Linked DNA regions of Zea mays: all the other regions are linked to region 1. The links are chromatin contacts, called in public Hi-C maps. All regions are on one chromosome and are shown on one strand. Each heading gives the region's core, a stretch centred on a gene start, on an enhancer-like site or on the middle of the called end of the contact. The rest is flanking DNA. Distances are from core to core; before and after follow the strand shown.

Evidence for each region. A called contact is a pair of places that touch in the nucleus more often than the background predicts.
Region 2: a contact with region 1 is called in a Hi-C map of bundle sheath, with 2.2 times the contacts expected there. The contact joins the promoter of LOC103634790 here to the promoter of LOC100281327 in region 1. A contact is called at or near these places in 5 of 25 Hi-C or Micro-C datasets (bundle sheath, ear, endosperm and 2 more) and 1 of 3 datasets of contacts at active chromatin or transcription factors (leaf).
Region 3: a contact with region 1 is called in a Hi-C map of leaf, with 7 times the contacts expected there. The contact joins the promoter of LOC103634793 here to the promoter of LOC100281327 in region 1. A contact is called at or near these places in 6 of 25 Hi-C or Micro-C datasets (bundle sheath, ear, endosperm and 3 more).

What each region holds. Positions count from the first base shown.
Region 1 is chr8:12,559,726-12,564,498 of Zm-B73-REFERENCE-NAM-5.0, forward strand. LOC100281327 (pathogenesis-related transcriptional activator PTI6) reads left to right here and starts at 2,355. Exons shown (of 2, transcript NM_001154245.2): 1 at 2,355-2,636; 2 at 2,790-4,245. The coding sequence starts at 3,031. The coding sequence ends at 4,041. It overlaps LOC109941689 (50S ribosomal protein L29, chloroplastic), which reads right to left and starts at 839. Exons shown (of 3, transcript XM_020542892.3): 1 at 596-839. The coding sequence starts at 839.
Region 2 is chr8:12,353,787-12,358,559 of Zm-B73-REFERENCE-NAM-5.0, forward strand. It overlaps LOC103634790, which reads left to right and starts at 2,616. Exons shown (of 1, transcript XM_008657382.4): 1 at 2,616-3,810. The coding sequence starts at 2,959. The coding sequence ends at 3,522.
Region 3 is chr8:12,728,037-12,732,809 of Zm-B73-REFERENCE-NAM-5.0, forward strand. LOC103634793 (protein ABCI7, chloroplastic) reads left to right here and starts at 2,095. Exons shown (of 3, transcript XM_008657384.4): 1 at 2,095-3,045; 2 at 3,433-3,692. The coding sequence starts at 2,197.

The DNA of each region.
Region 1 (4,773 bases), core at 1,105-3,604:
AAATCCATAAGATGTTGGTGTTTCTTCCATTCCACTGCCACTTATTACGTGAGTTACACGTGAAATCATTTTATGTATCGAAGTTTCAATATAATTAATATTTCACTTATCATTTTTATGTGACGACTTGAGGTTTTATTTGAATAGAATGTTTATTTGTTTTGGTAAGCTTTTTGCAATTTTGGGTCAAAACTAGTGTATTTATGAATTTTAATTATATTTTGATAATTCTATGTAGAAAGAAATTAATAATGTACAAATAGCCTCAGAAATCTATGAAATTATACGAAGGTACAACATATGGCCACATATAGTCATAAAAAATAATGGAACCATAAAACCCACAGGATGTCAACGTTTTATCATAACTAATTAATACATTATCCGACAAGTATCCGATATCCGATCAAATAATATCCGTATCCGTCACTTATCCGCCCGGATAAATATCCGGTCCCTGTATCCGTATTCGTCCTGTTTCTAACTATACGTATCCGATTCCGAATCCGTTTTAAATATATTAGGGTAAGATACAGGATAAGCTAATATCCGTCTATATCCGTCCGTTTTCACCACTACCGCCGACGGGGTCTGCCTGCGTGGGGCGTGGCGGCCGCAGGGGGAGCCGGGGAGGGGGACGCGTCCGCACGGGCGCGCACCCGCGTGCCAGACCGCGCCGCGCAAAGCGTCCAAGGCCACGCACGGCGTCCTGGCTGTTTCCACGTCGCGTTGCGGAAAAAAGTCCGTCGGCCCTTTTCCCTGTCCTGTCCGGCCGCGAGCTCCACCACCTCCCCAAGTGCAAGTGCTGTGGTACGAGCGGAGCAATAAGAACTCGCCATGTGAACCCCAGGCACGGCGCAGAGCCAAGGCGCTCCCGTCCTTGGATTCCGAAAGCTCGTGCCCGGTGGAGATGGAGGTCGTGCTATAATCTAGGACTGCTGTATTTTTTCGTTGCCACGACGCATCACGTGCGCTTTCCATAACGCAACCTACGAACGAGATCGGTCGACTAAGAGTCTGTTTGGTTAGGATGTGGCTGTGAAAAAAATTGCTATAAACTGTAAGCTATAAAAAAATGCTGCGGTATGCTGTGAGCTGTTAAAAAGCTAACAACCATTTAGTGTAAACCACTAAAAGTCGTTAAAATTTTTTCGATATATGTTTTCACAGTTCTATCCAAAAGCCACTAAAAGCAGATTTAAGGGTGCTTTCAGTTTTACACTGCGAGAAAGTTAGCTTTTATAAAAAACTGCTTCTTGAATTTAGCCCTTTGTTTGACTTTTGGTTTTCAGAGAACAAAAGCCAAAGCAAAAAAACCAAACCAAACGCAACCTAACGGAAAGCGTTCGAATGGCGAGATAGCAGCGCAAGCATGTCCACGTGTCGCGTGTGACGCCTACGAAAAAAACCCGCGGCATCAAATATCCGTGGCCTTTCGTTTGGCTTTCGCCCTTTTTTTTGGAAACGAAATATTCCGTTCCGTTTTATCGCTCCTTTTTTTTAGCTCTCGAGAATGGTGGAGCGTATCTTTAGCTCATCTGATGGAATGGTGCTACCTGCCATACAGCCCAGACTTCCTCTATCTATAATATAGTAGCCATTCATTTACCCCCCGTAAAACTGATGGTCTTGGTAAATGCAGAGCAGGTCACACGGGAATGTGGGATCTCAGCCAGAGGATCCCAATCCGCCTCCCCTCGACCAACGGTGGGTCGGAACCTAGCGCTGGATCCGGAAGTGATTGCTCGGTCTGCAGTGAAGTAGGCCCGTCACTTTTGTGGGTCCCAACTGTCAACGAAACAGCACAACATTCCTTGGACGCGTGTAGCCGAAGGTTTATCATTTCCATGGCCGTCCCGTCCTCGCGTCGCCCATTCACATCGCATAAACCCCACCAAAAACGCACCACCACCACCACTAGCGTTCCGTCCCTGTCTCGATGACAGGTGGGGACCAAATACATTGGCCCCACGTGAAAGCCTGAGGAGCGTGCATAACAGTTCTTCACCAGGGAACCAGCACGTCCCATACTCTGACTGCGGGGGCCAGCGGCACCCCTGGGTCCACGAGTCATCACTGTGTGCGTAACAAACAGCCTTGGCAGATCCTATAGTACGTCCAGCGCCAGCGCATCGCGGCCGTCCTCTCCTCCCCCTTTCCGTTAGGCAGATAATCCTCCAATGACGCGTGGGTCCGGACGAGCTTCGGGCCGTTTCGGCAGTGTGTGGAGCTGGATCCCGGACGCGTGCGTGACGCGAAAGGTCTCGCGTGGTGCGGCGGAGGGGGCGGGCAGTACAGGATGGGGAAGAATGGGGGATTATTAAATATCGGCGGACGAGGGGCGTGGCCTGCCCCTTTTGCTCCTGTCGCCGCTTTGGGTCGGGGTTTAAGCGAGTGTTCAGGGAGGCCGGGACGGAGGCGACGACGACGGACGGTGCCGGCGTCGGAGGAGAAGAAAGAACAAGTAGCCAGCTCTCGTATATGCCTTCTTGCCCCATCTCCGATCTGGTCGTCGTAGCGCTCATCGCCCCCGTCGTCGCCGGCCTCCTCCTCCTCCTCCTCCGCTCCCTCGCCTGCTCCAGCCGATCTATGCGCAAGGGGCTCAACGGATGGAACAAATCCTCGTCGATGCTCAGGTCCGTGCCCCCCGCTCTCTTTTTCCTCCGTGTTTTCGCCGATCTGGGAGGTTTTTGACCGGGTTTTGTGGCCCTGTTCGTCCAGATCTGGGGAGTTCGTGGCTGCTCCTTCCATGGGTTTTGACAAAAAAAAATCTGCTCTTGTGGTTGCAGGGACGGGTTCGGGGTCAAGTATTCCGGATTCCTCCACATACGGCCGTGCGGTTTCTGTAGAGGAGACTGACGGATTCGTCCTCAAGGCCGTGCCGTTTCTGTAGAGGAGACTGACGGATTCGACCGATTTGCGCTCGTCTCCGTTATATTTTTGCGCCAGAGTTTTTTTGTTTTTTTTCTTCAGAAGCTTTTCCCCGTAGTTTTGGCTGGAGTTCTCCCCGGCAGAGGAGATACAAGAGACATGGCCCCGTTGAACCACCAGCAGCATGTTCTCCTCAAGAAGGCCCTGGCGAAGAAACCCAAAGCTAAGAGGATGTCCAGGTTTGGCCTTAAACCCTCCGCTGCAGCCCTCCTGAAGTCCCGGCCGCAGCAGCCGGCGCCTGCCCCGGCCCAGCCGAGGCGCCGCGTCCGGGTTCTCTTCGAGGATCCTGACGCCACGGACTCGGACTCCGACGACGAGGAGGCCGGCGCCTCTACGTGCCCGGCGAAGGCCAAGCGCTTCTCCTTCGAGACGTTCGTCGGCAAGGTCCCAGCCAGGCCGGTCCTTCCGGCGGCCGCTGTCGCCGCGTGCGCCAGTGGCGGGGCCCCGGAGAGCTACCGCGGAGTGAGGCTCCGCAAGTGGGGCAAGTGGGCGGCGGAGATCCGCAACCCGTTCACGGGCAAGAGGCAGTGGCTTGGCACCTTCGACACGGCCGGCGCGGCCTCCGCAGCCTACCTATCCGCTTCCCGGAGCTTCGCCGACGAGAAGCGCCGCCGCCGCGGGCAGCCTGTGCCCTCTTCCTCACCAGTTCCTTCGGCAAGCGCCACCCCGACGGCCTCCTCTTCGTCGTCCACCTCGACTGCTCCGTTCGCGCACCCGTCGCCGTCGTCTGTTCTTGGACCCGCCACCAAGGAGGCGCCGCTGAACCCGCAGTCCCCGGAGCTGGTCGCGACACCAACGCTCGTCCTGCCGTCCGATGAGTCCGCGGAGCTGCCGGACGACCCGGAGTTCTACCAGGACCTTCTCCGCGGCCTGCAGCTGCCAGACATCAGCCCGATGGACTTCCGTGCCGGGCTTGACGCTCTGGACGTCTCCGATGCGCCCTTCGGCCTGGACGATGAGCAGGACCTGCTGCTTGGGGACTTCGGGGACGAGGAACTGGAGATCGACCTCGACCTCGACGATATCAACGACGTCTTCCCGGAGATGCCTGGCTGCGACCTCGGCCGCGGCATGGACGATTTCCTGCAAACCGTTGATTTCTGCGTGTGAATTAAGTCAGTGCCTTAATATGTTAGGGTTGATGGTTTGATAAGCGTGCTTGGAAGGGGGGATTGTCTTGGGTTTTTCCCTCGGGCATTTCAGTCTGCTCGGGCCCAAGATTTCTCTTCTTCCCAAACAGCACATTAGCTTCCGGAGAGGTAATTTTGATAGGTTACATTATGTTAAGTTATAGTGGTTGTGTTTTTTCTGTTATTTGGTAATGCTTGTCAAGACATTATGAACAAGTCATTGAGCTGTTACTATTGGTGACGACTACTGTGCAAGAGAGAAGCTTCTTCGTGAGATCATGATTGCATCTTTATTCGTCGGACAATGATTTTGAATCATGATCCAACGAACCGAATGTCACATTTAATATACAAACCCTTCCACCACTAGCTTATGAACATGTTTTTTTTAAAAATCACTATCAGAACGCTTTAGTCCATTAATCCACAGCCACATTAGCGTTACGTCGTTTTTTTTTTCACATTTTACAGAAATGAAACACTGTTTGGTCACTTGTTTTTTTTTTGCCTGAGAGACCACTAAACAAGGCAACACAAATTACAAATTAGTATCTGGTATGTTCAAGGAAATTCAACTTTCCTTAGAAAGTCAACCAAGGGAAAGCTCGGAGTAAAAGTTATTCAATCATCAGCATGTTACACAACGAAACATATAACAGTGAATATTCATTTCCTGCCTTGACGAAATTTATTTCATCTTTGTAACATGACA
Region 2 (4,773 bases), core at 1,366-3,865, 210 kb before region 1:
CACTACGGCAGCGATACTGAAATGCCAGTACTGCCCCTCCTCCCATCTACTTACTACAGCCGTTTCCCTGGCGCGTAGTACGAAACTACGAATCGTCCGGCGCCCATGATAAGTGCGACTCGGGCACTCGGCGACACCGTCCGGTCCCTGCGCCCGGTTCACGTGGACCTCGCCCGGTCTCTGCAACTGCACTCCTCCACGGCCACGACCTGAGTGAAACAGCACTTGAGCACCACCAGACACGAGCAGCCGCGCAATAAACCGTCTTTTTTCCCCTTCTTTTTGACTTTTTTTTCGAAAGATTTCATAATTACAACCTTTCTGGTTTAAATTCATAAAATGGACGAGTGGTCAAGTTATAGTTCCTCTTTAGTGCGTGCGATCGAACTACGGTGGTCAAGTTAGAGCGAGCTTGAAGAGAGCGCAGAGTGCTGTCGTCGTCTTATGGACGTATAGACATTAGGTGACACGTACGAGCAACAGCGGATTTCGGATGAAGCGATGCCGACGAAGCGCGGCAAACCCGGGCTCGTCGTCTCGCGGCGGCGGATCTGGCGGGGGTAGAACGGAAACATCTCCTGCAAAAACCGGGTCCAGTCTCAGTGAGTACACGTACAGCGGGTAAGCCCACCGCTCTCGCCTAGCCCGTTGGTGGGCTCCACAACATCGTCAGCCTGGGGCGGTGCGGGGCCGGACTGGTACGCGACGCGAGGATGAAACGGACGTGGGGCCACAAGCCAGCAGCCGCACGGGGGGGGGGGGGGGGGGGGGGGGGGGGGGCACGCGCCGACGTGTTGTGTTGTGTTCTGCCCGGAGCCCTGGTGCCCGCTGCACTCGCCGGCTGGCAGGCACGTCTGGCTCGCGGCTGGCGCTCGCGCGCAACCCGAGGAGGCAGCCCCCCGAAGCGGCTCAATGAGCTAGCTGGGGCAGGGTGGCGACGGCTGACGAGCCGCGGTTGGTGGTGTGGTAGGCCGGGGGTCACGTGGTTGATGGCGGTATATGTATGGGAACCTAACCGCACGTCGGCCTACCGCTAGCTAAACGTGGACCAGGGCCAAACAAAAGCTATAGTACAACGAGAGCGGGGCTACGGGCTACGGCTAACCCACCCAGACCAGACGCGAAGGCTAGCTGCTGTGCTGACCGTTGGGCACCTCAAGGCTCAAGCCGAGCAAAGCAGAATCGCTGTCGGCTCTGGGCTCCGCTCGCGGACGCGAGTCGTGCAGGGCGCCGGACTTGAACCGCAGCAGATAGCGGACCCGAGAATCGAATTCAAACCAGAAAAACCGGGGGACGGGAAAAAAAAAGCGACACGCTCGTGCCGGATGGCCCCAGAGTCCCGATCTCGACGCCCCCCACGCCTTTTGCGCATAGACCCCCGCCACGATTCGTTATCCCGCGCTGCCTCTCGCGGTTAATTGTATTCGGAAAAGTGCCCCTGGGCGGGTCGGTTTTTAGTCCACCCACCGTTTTGCGCCGCGGACCCTGGGAGAGCTGGGTTTCGCAGGGGGAAGGGTGGGTGGGTGGGTCACATGCTTGGTGCTGCCTGGCTTCGGAGCGTGGCCTAGCCTAGCCTAGGTGGTTGGGTGCACCGTACATTTGGATCGGGTTGGGTTGGCTTTTGGCTCCCGGTGGTCCTGCGGTCATATGCGTACGGCGCGTCGAATCTTAAGACACACGGATGGACACAACCCTTCGAAATGCAGGATTTACAGAAGAAGAACTGATAATACTTTTCCTCTTATCTAGTCCCTCTATTTCCGGTATATGAATTGTAACTACTTTTTATTTTAGTCGTATTATAAAAGACGTGCTCCCTTTTAACATGCATGTAACAATAGCACTAGAGAGAGAATTAAATATATCTCTTGGCCTTTAAATTAGAGGTGCTTATGATTACACCTTATATAAATACAGAGGGAGTATATAGTTTCTCAGTTTATAAATTTTATTACCGACCATATATATTATACAGTGTGTGAAGTTCATAAAACACACAACAGCAGAAAATCTGTGAGGTTCAGAACCTACCTGTCTCTGAACGGATTTTTGACCGGGTTATTGCTGACCGCACCATGCAAGCACGTCCTCGAAATCTTTTTCAGACGGGAATAATACGCCTTTAAAAATATAGCTGGCTCCACCTCATCTTCCAAGCTAAAAAGAGACCCGCCCGAGCTAAAGACCCCCCCCCCCCCCCCCCCCCCCCCCACCGCTAACCAATACAGCCAGCCAGTCAGCCAGACAGACGGATGGATGGCTTTTCAAAGGTCAGAAAAGAAAAACCGTGACAGAAATATCGGAGGTGGCCGTCGCCGTTCAAACGCCCCAATCCACCACCCATCCAGTATTCCAGTCTAGGGAGGGCGTGGACAAAACAAAATAGGCAGGCGCGGGCGGCCACGGCCACGGCCACGCGACCCGGCCGGGCCTTCCGCCTTCCAGATGGCGTGCGGTGCCTCAGCCAGGCGCGCGCGCACCCATCACAGTCCCCGTCCGTCCGTGTCCGTGTCCGTGTCCGTTCGTCGCGGCGCGCGCAGCCCCCAACCGGCAACCAAATAAAGAAAAAGCTAGCAAAAGATAAGCTAACAAGCAGTAGTACTACTCCCTGGCTGCACCGCCACCACCGCACCAGACCAGACCAAACCAAACCGCGCGAGCGATTTTTGCGGCAAACCCCCTGCGAGAAACGTCGTCCGCAGAGCCACCCACCACGGGCAGGGCTATATAAGCCGGCCCCCCCAACTCGGCGTCGCTGCGCAAAACACCTCGCCTTTTGTACTCTTGCGTCTCTGCCCTCGCGTTATCGCCTTCGTCACGCTCGCTCGCCTGGCTGGCTTGTGCCTTGCCTTGCTCGGCGTACGCGAACGCAGCGAGAGGGAGGAGCAAGGAAATAGAGAGAGACAGAGAGAGAGAGAGAAAAAATCAAGTCATCCCCCTTTCCTCTGAGCTCGTTCCATGGAGAACTCTTCTCACAAGCGGGCGCGGGAGGCGGGCGACCTCGTCGCCGGCGGCTGCGGAGAGGAGGGCTCGCCGCAGGCCGACGCCAAGAGGCTGCGGCCGCAGGACCTGCTCGACATGCTGGAGGACGACACCGACGCGGCCGCGGCCGGCGACCTAGCGTCGGTCATGCGGAGCCTGGAGGAGGAGATAGCCAGCTTCGACGAGGCCGCGGAGGCGCCGGCGCCGGCGCCGGAGCTGGGCTTCCTGCTCGAGGCCTCGGACGACGAGCTGGGGCTGCCGCCCGCCTCCTCTTCGGAGGAGGAGGAGGCCGGGCGCGCGGGGGCGCCGTTCCCGCCCGCGCTCGACGGCCAGATCTGGGGCTTCGAGGACGAGATCGTGGACGGAGGCGGCTTCGGCGGCTACTCGCCGGAGGCCGCGGCCGCGGCCGCTGCCTCCGCCGCCGCCGCCGCGTGGGACGACGACGGCTTCGGCGCCGGCCTCTTCGCGTTCGGCGGCGACGACGCGTGTGGCCCGTCGGATCTCGCGGCCCTGCGCCACGAGACCATGCCCGCCGTCTGATGGCCATCCCCAGGGCCCAGGCAGCCGCAGCCAGTCGATTAGCCTTCCTTTTTTTTATTTTTACCTTTGTTGGCTAACCTTAGCGAGCGGGCACCCATTTTTTTGACCTGGATGTAAAGTTTTTAGAAGGGTGAAAAAACAGGGGGCGTGGAAAAAACTTGGGAGGAAGGTTCAGAGCAAGGGGAGAAGAAGATCAAAAAAAAAATCTGGAGATGGATTCTTCCTTCTTTTTTTGTCCCTGGAATTTATTTCTCGCTTCGGTAGAAAAAGCAAATAAGCAAGCAAGTATATAACGTTATTATATTAATTATTAATTATATTAATAAAATGATAAACAGTAAAGCCAGAAAGACAGATAATAATGCAACGATGGTTGCGTGGATGGAGATGGGCGATGACAGTGACACATGTGGCCGACGGAAGGACGCTGACCCAGTGACGTGACTGTGACTGCTCAAAAAAAGAATATCTTGATGAATTATGGACCGTGAAAAAAGGATGGAAATGCTTGGACGGTTCCACCACTCCAAAGTTGGAAGAATCCGACGGTCGATAGCACGCAAGTACGGTTGACCAGGAACAGGAAACTGTTTACTCTCTCTCTCTCTCCTAAAATAACTGCTTATTCTCTATCCTTGACGCCTTCCTCTCAAAATAATTAACCTATGTCCTAAAATAGCCTGTCACTCTCTTTTCTAAAATAATTAGCTCCTTTGTCTCATAATAATTAACCTGTCCTGAAGCTACTGTTTGTTCTCTACTATGCTAAAATAGATGACGCTTTCCTATCAAACGTTGAATGACTCAAATTTAGTCTCAAAATAGTTGGCCCCTCAAAAATAATTATTTATTCTCTGTGTCCCGAACCAATTGATGTCTTCATCTGAAAAAAAAAATAAAATATCGTAGGATCTAAATCCAGTCCCAGAATAGTTGGTATTATGTCTCTCTCTGTCAATGCACCTTTATCTTGTGCTGCCAATATATCTTTTCATTTTACCAATACATCTTTATCTCTAATTACCTCTTATCTCTTCTCTACTTGTTTTACGTGCATTATAAATTTAAGAATCCGTTTAGATAAGAAGTGAGGTGGAATAAAGTCGTTCTATTTCGTGTTTGATGGACGAGCGGACCGAGGGAAGCAACTCTAGATCGGGAATATTCTCAGCTCGAGCCCTCCAGCTCGCTCCAAAAAATTGATAGAATGTCACTGTTCCACTTCTTCCTCTTGCTTTGCCGTGGATCTAA
Region 3 (4,773 bases), core at 845-3,344, 170 kb after region 1:
GGTCAGGTCCTTTATCCCTCCAACAAGAGACTCTAAAAGGTCCCCTAAAATTTAGAGGATGGCATGCGTGCGCTATCTATAGAGGGTGCTCTATACACTATACATGTGTGTCAGATCCTTTTTGTGTCTGTATGCTCACGTGGTGATGAATAGTAAAAAATAATATAGAATGTCAAATCCAGTACACTGTTGATATAGAGGATGGAATTTAGGGGATATTGTTGGAGATGAAGAAGATATAGAGTACATAATTTTTTAGAAAGTGTTGTAAAGGACAAAAAATATACCTTTAGGAGATAAAATTTAGGGAAGGAGACAGCGTGAAGACAAGACAGGCTCCGCTAGCTAGGGCCGTCACCATGCGGTAGCGGTACAAGAATAGTTGGGGGCATCTGGAGCAGCGTGCATGCCATCAGCTCATCATGCATGATCTTGATCTGAAGAGGCCAGCAGATGGTTGGTCTTGGTCGTGTGGTGCAGTCGTTAGGATCCTAGCTAGACAGACTGTTCCTCCTCTCAGTGTTGCTTCTGTTTGTGCGTGCGTGCTCTGTCGTTACGGGGCCAGGTTCCTGAATCCGTGTGCGGTGGCACTTGGTACCTTGTGCACCATCTTTCGGCGCCGCTGTTCCACTTCTCACGTACTTAAGGATTAAGGTAGGGGGCCTGCGGACCGAGCAGGGATGTAATAGGATCAGATAATATTACTCGTACCATATTTATTTTTATATTTTTCTATTTAGATTCAGATCGGATACGGATATTATCATATTGTGTCGTATAAGATTTGAATGGATATCGACGTCTTTGAGTATTCAGATACGGATTGGATACTAAATACCCGGAATCAGATACAGATCGGATCGCAACCCTTTTAGACAGATCGAATTCGAATACAGACGGATAATATTCCTACAATTTACACCCCTGCAGCGAGAAGTCTTCGTTCCAGAGTCCAACACCAAGCCTACCTAGGTGTGATCAGTTACAATGTGTGATGTGTCATTGGATTGGATATCTCTTTCGGTAACAATAGTGTATACCAGTTCTGTAACCGATGTGGATGTTGGTGTGAGTAATCCTCAAAGCGCGAGTCAATGCAACACTAACCATGTTCTGGTGAACAGGCTGGAGTGCCCAGGTCCCACTCCCAGGAGAACCTGTCAAGGGCGTACCCTGCAACGTTTATCGGACATCGAGCAGTACAGCATCGCAGCGTTCAGCTTCAGCACCTGCGACGTGAAAATTCCATCTTTAAAGGCTAGTTTCCCTTAAAAATGAAAATCATTTGATAAAATGTGGTTTCTAAACTAGCCATAGGAACTCTATTTTAGCGAAGGGTTCCTATTTTCCTAAAAGAAAATAAAATATTTTTTTATAAAATAGAAATCCTTTAGGCCTTGTTCGTTTACGTCGGATTGCACCCGGAATCGTTCCAACCAATCAAAGTCTATATAAATTAGAGAAGCAATCCGGCTAGAAATCGTTCTGACCCATTAATCCGACACAAACGAACAAGGCCTTAGAAAAATGAGGTTTCCAAATTATACCTAGGTGAGCAAACAAATTCAAATGAAAAACAGCAACAGAGGTACAGTAGCATAAGGTCCGATTGGTTGCCAGTAGCCTTAGCGTCTGACTCACGCAATCCTGTATCGATTGATACGGACATTTCTTACTTCCTCGCACATACAGGCTAATAAGCGTATAAAGGTCTAGCCTGCACCTGCGCGTGCAGGCTCAGACGCTACGGTCAACGTATGCGCGGGGCCTGCACGCAGGAGTTCGGCCAACCAATCATGCAGATAATGTTTATGCCGGGATCCATGACGTTACGTTTGGGTGAGATACATTATACAGTTGCCGATGCAATCGACGGCCCGCGCAACCGGAAGGGCGTCGCCGGCGAAGCCCCCGACGGCCGCGCCGACGCCCGTGGGGACGATTAGAACGGACGTGTATGGTCTCCTGATTCCTGAAGCACGCGGCCCGCGTATCGGCGGACGGAGAGAAAGAGAGGGCCCGGGTGCACCTAAAACGGCCCATATTTTGTATTTTTGTATTAGTAGGCCGGGCCGTCAGTTCTCGTTCCGAGTCCCACCTGTCAGATCTCGGATTTACCGATCCCCACGGCCACGAGGGCCCTCCGCAGTCCGCACCGCAGCCACTGGGCAGACGAGGAGAAGCTTCGCGGACGCCATGTCCTCGCCGTCGCCGCTGTGCGCCGCCTCCTGCTCCACCGCTCTCCGCGCGCCGCCGCCGCCTCTCCTTCGCTTCCGCCGCTCTTATGCTCCGGTAGCCGCCTCCGTGCCGCGCACGGCGCCTGCCGTCTCCGATGACCTCGTCCTACGCATCGCCGAACAGCTGGAGGACTCGGTGACCTCCACCTCCCCGCTCCTGGACCCCCTCCGCTCCGCCTCTGCGCTCTCCCTCCTCTCCACACGCTGGCCCACTCGCCGTTCCAGCGAGGCCTTCCGCTTCACTGACATCTCCTACCTCCGCTCCCTCCCCATCTCCCTCCCGTCCAGGGAGCCCGACCTCAAGCTGCCGTCCTCCCCTTTCTCTTCCCACGTGCTCTTTTCGGATGGAATCCTCGTCTCTTCCTCTGGTGCCCATGTCAGCGCCCTCGCCGATCTTCCCCCTGGCCGCGCCCGGGACCGCGCCGCCGCCGCGCTCGCGGCCGCCGCTGAATTCGCCCACAAGGACCTCTTCTATGACTTCAACGCCGTTGGGGCGAGGGACGTTGTTGTCGTGCACGTGCCTGAGGGGGTCAAGGTGGCCGACGACCCAATACACATCATGTTCGCCTATACCAATAGCTTCGCTGAGAGTATGCTGATGTCAAATCCAAGGGTTCTAGTTGTGGCCGAGAAGTCAGCAGAGGTGGCTATAGTGGAGGAGCATTTTGGGGCTGGAGAAGAAGGTGGTTGCTATTGGGCCAATCCAGTGGCAGAGATTATAATTGACGAGGGCGCAAGAGTGGTTCATTCATACGTGCAACATCAATCATTTGCTGCAGCACATACTAAATGGACAGTCGTCCAGCAGGTAAGTCTTGATTTTAGATAAATGTTGGAAGATACCTGTAATTGTACTTATGAATGTAATGTTTGAGTGTTATATACTCTTGAAATGGGTTAGGATAGTGATGATAAGAGAACCCAACTCAGATCAAACTATGGGAGAGAGATGTTGGAGTTACTCAGATTGGTTCTGAGCTGGGGGCATTTGTCATTCCAAGATCTCATTGTTTGATCTACCTCATGAGTTATGACTCAAGATAGTTGCCTCCGTTTGTTATTGTTAATAGTCATTGTGGGTGTTGGGGAGTCATGCCTGTTCTAGTTGGTTTGGGTTGGGATTGATCAGTGAAGCTTAGTTGAACAGGGAAAATCAGTCTTATTTGTTGTGAAACTTTTTTTTTCTCTTTTTCAGGATACAACTAGTAAGTATGAGTTTGTTGAGGTCAGCACTGGAGCAAAATTGAACAGACACAATCTCCATATCGAGCAATTAGGTCCTGAGACAGAGACAGAACTATCAACACTTCACTTAACGTCTCAGAATAAGCAGATACATGATCTGCATAGCAGACTGATACTTGATCACCCTAGAGGTTTCTCGCGACAGCTCCATAAATGCATTGCTTGTGGCACAGGAAATAGCATATTTGATGGCAATATTAAAGTCAACAGGTATATTTGACAGCTTTTTTCCTTTTTGTTGTTTTGTTCTTACATGAGAAATGTTGTCTATTCCAGGCTTCCAGCCATTTACCTGGTCAGCATTGCATAGATTTCTAGTTTCATGCCTCTGCCATACACTTTTTTATTGCTCAGTATTTCGCAGTAGGTGAATATATGGCATCCTGGTGTTATATGTTTGTCTAGGATAGATTTAAATTTTAACTGAATTGCATAACACATTTGATGTGTTCATGGCATAAAAATATTTATTGTTAGCATGTGCCAGAAATATTTCTATTGCTCGCTTTTCACAGTAACTGAATATATGACATCCTAAGATTAAATATTTGTCTAGGATATATTTAAGTGAACTTGAAGTCTATAATATAGTATTGATAGTTGTATAAGATGTTTGGTGTTACATGATATAAAATAATTGAGAGAAAGTTAACAGAAAGCCACAGAAACATTTAGCTGTTACTCAACTGTTGAATTTTGTTTCACTCATAGTTATGTTGTTATGCAGTAGCAGTTCTATGTATCACCAATACACCAGGGAGGGTGCCGCACCCATATCGGATACGGTGATACATCCCGATACGCATGTCGCGAAGTATTAGGGAAACGAGATAAAAAAACTGAATGGTTTAGCTCACGATACGGTGCAATACGCTGTGCCGATGCATGCCAGCCCAATAGTACCTCATTTTACAGCCCAATGCAAGCCCAACATCATTAGCCCATCACCATCCATTCTCAAGCCTCACCCAAGAACAAACGGTGCCTCGTCTCCAACTCCCACCTCTTGCTTCTTGGCGCCACCATGGACAGGGAGTCAGGGAGTGTCACCACCTCACATGGAGCACATGCCACCCGGATCTAGCGCTGCCAACTACTAGTAGCGCATGCCGTAAGAAGCTAGTGCCACTGCCTCGCTGGGAGGCACGTCACCACTGGGTGTGCTGATGTCCTCAATCCTCATGATTGAGTGCTACCGCTTGGATCTGAACTCTGGGACTTGGGAGATCATCTTGCGCAGCTGCTGAAGGTTCTGAGATAGGTGCACTCTAGCTATGCTGACCGGTCAGTT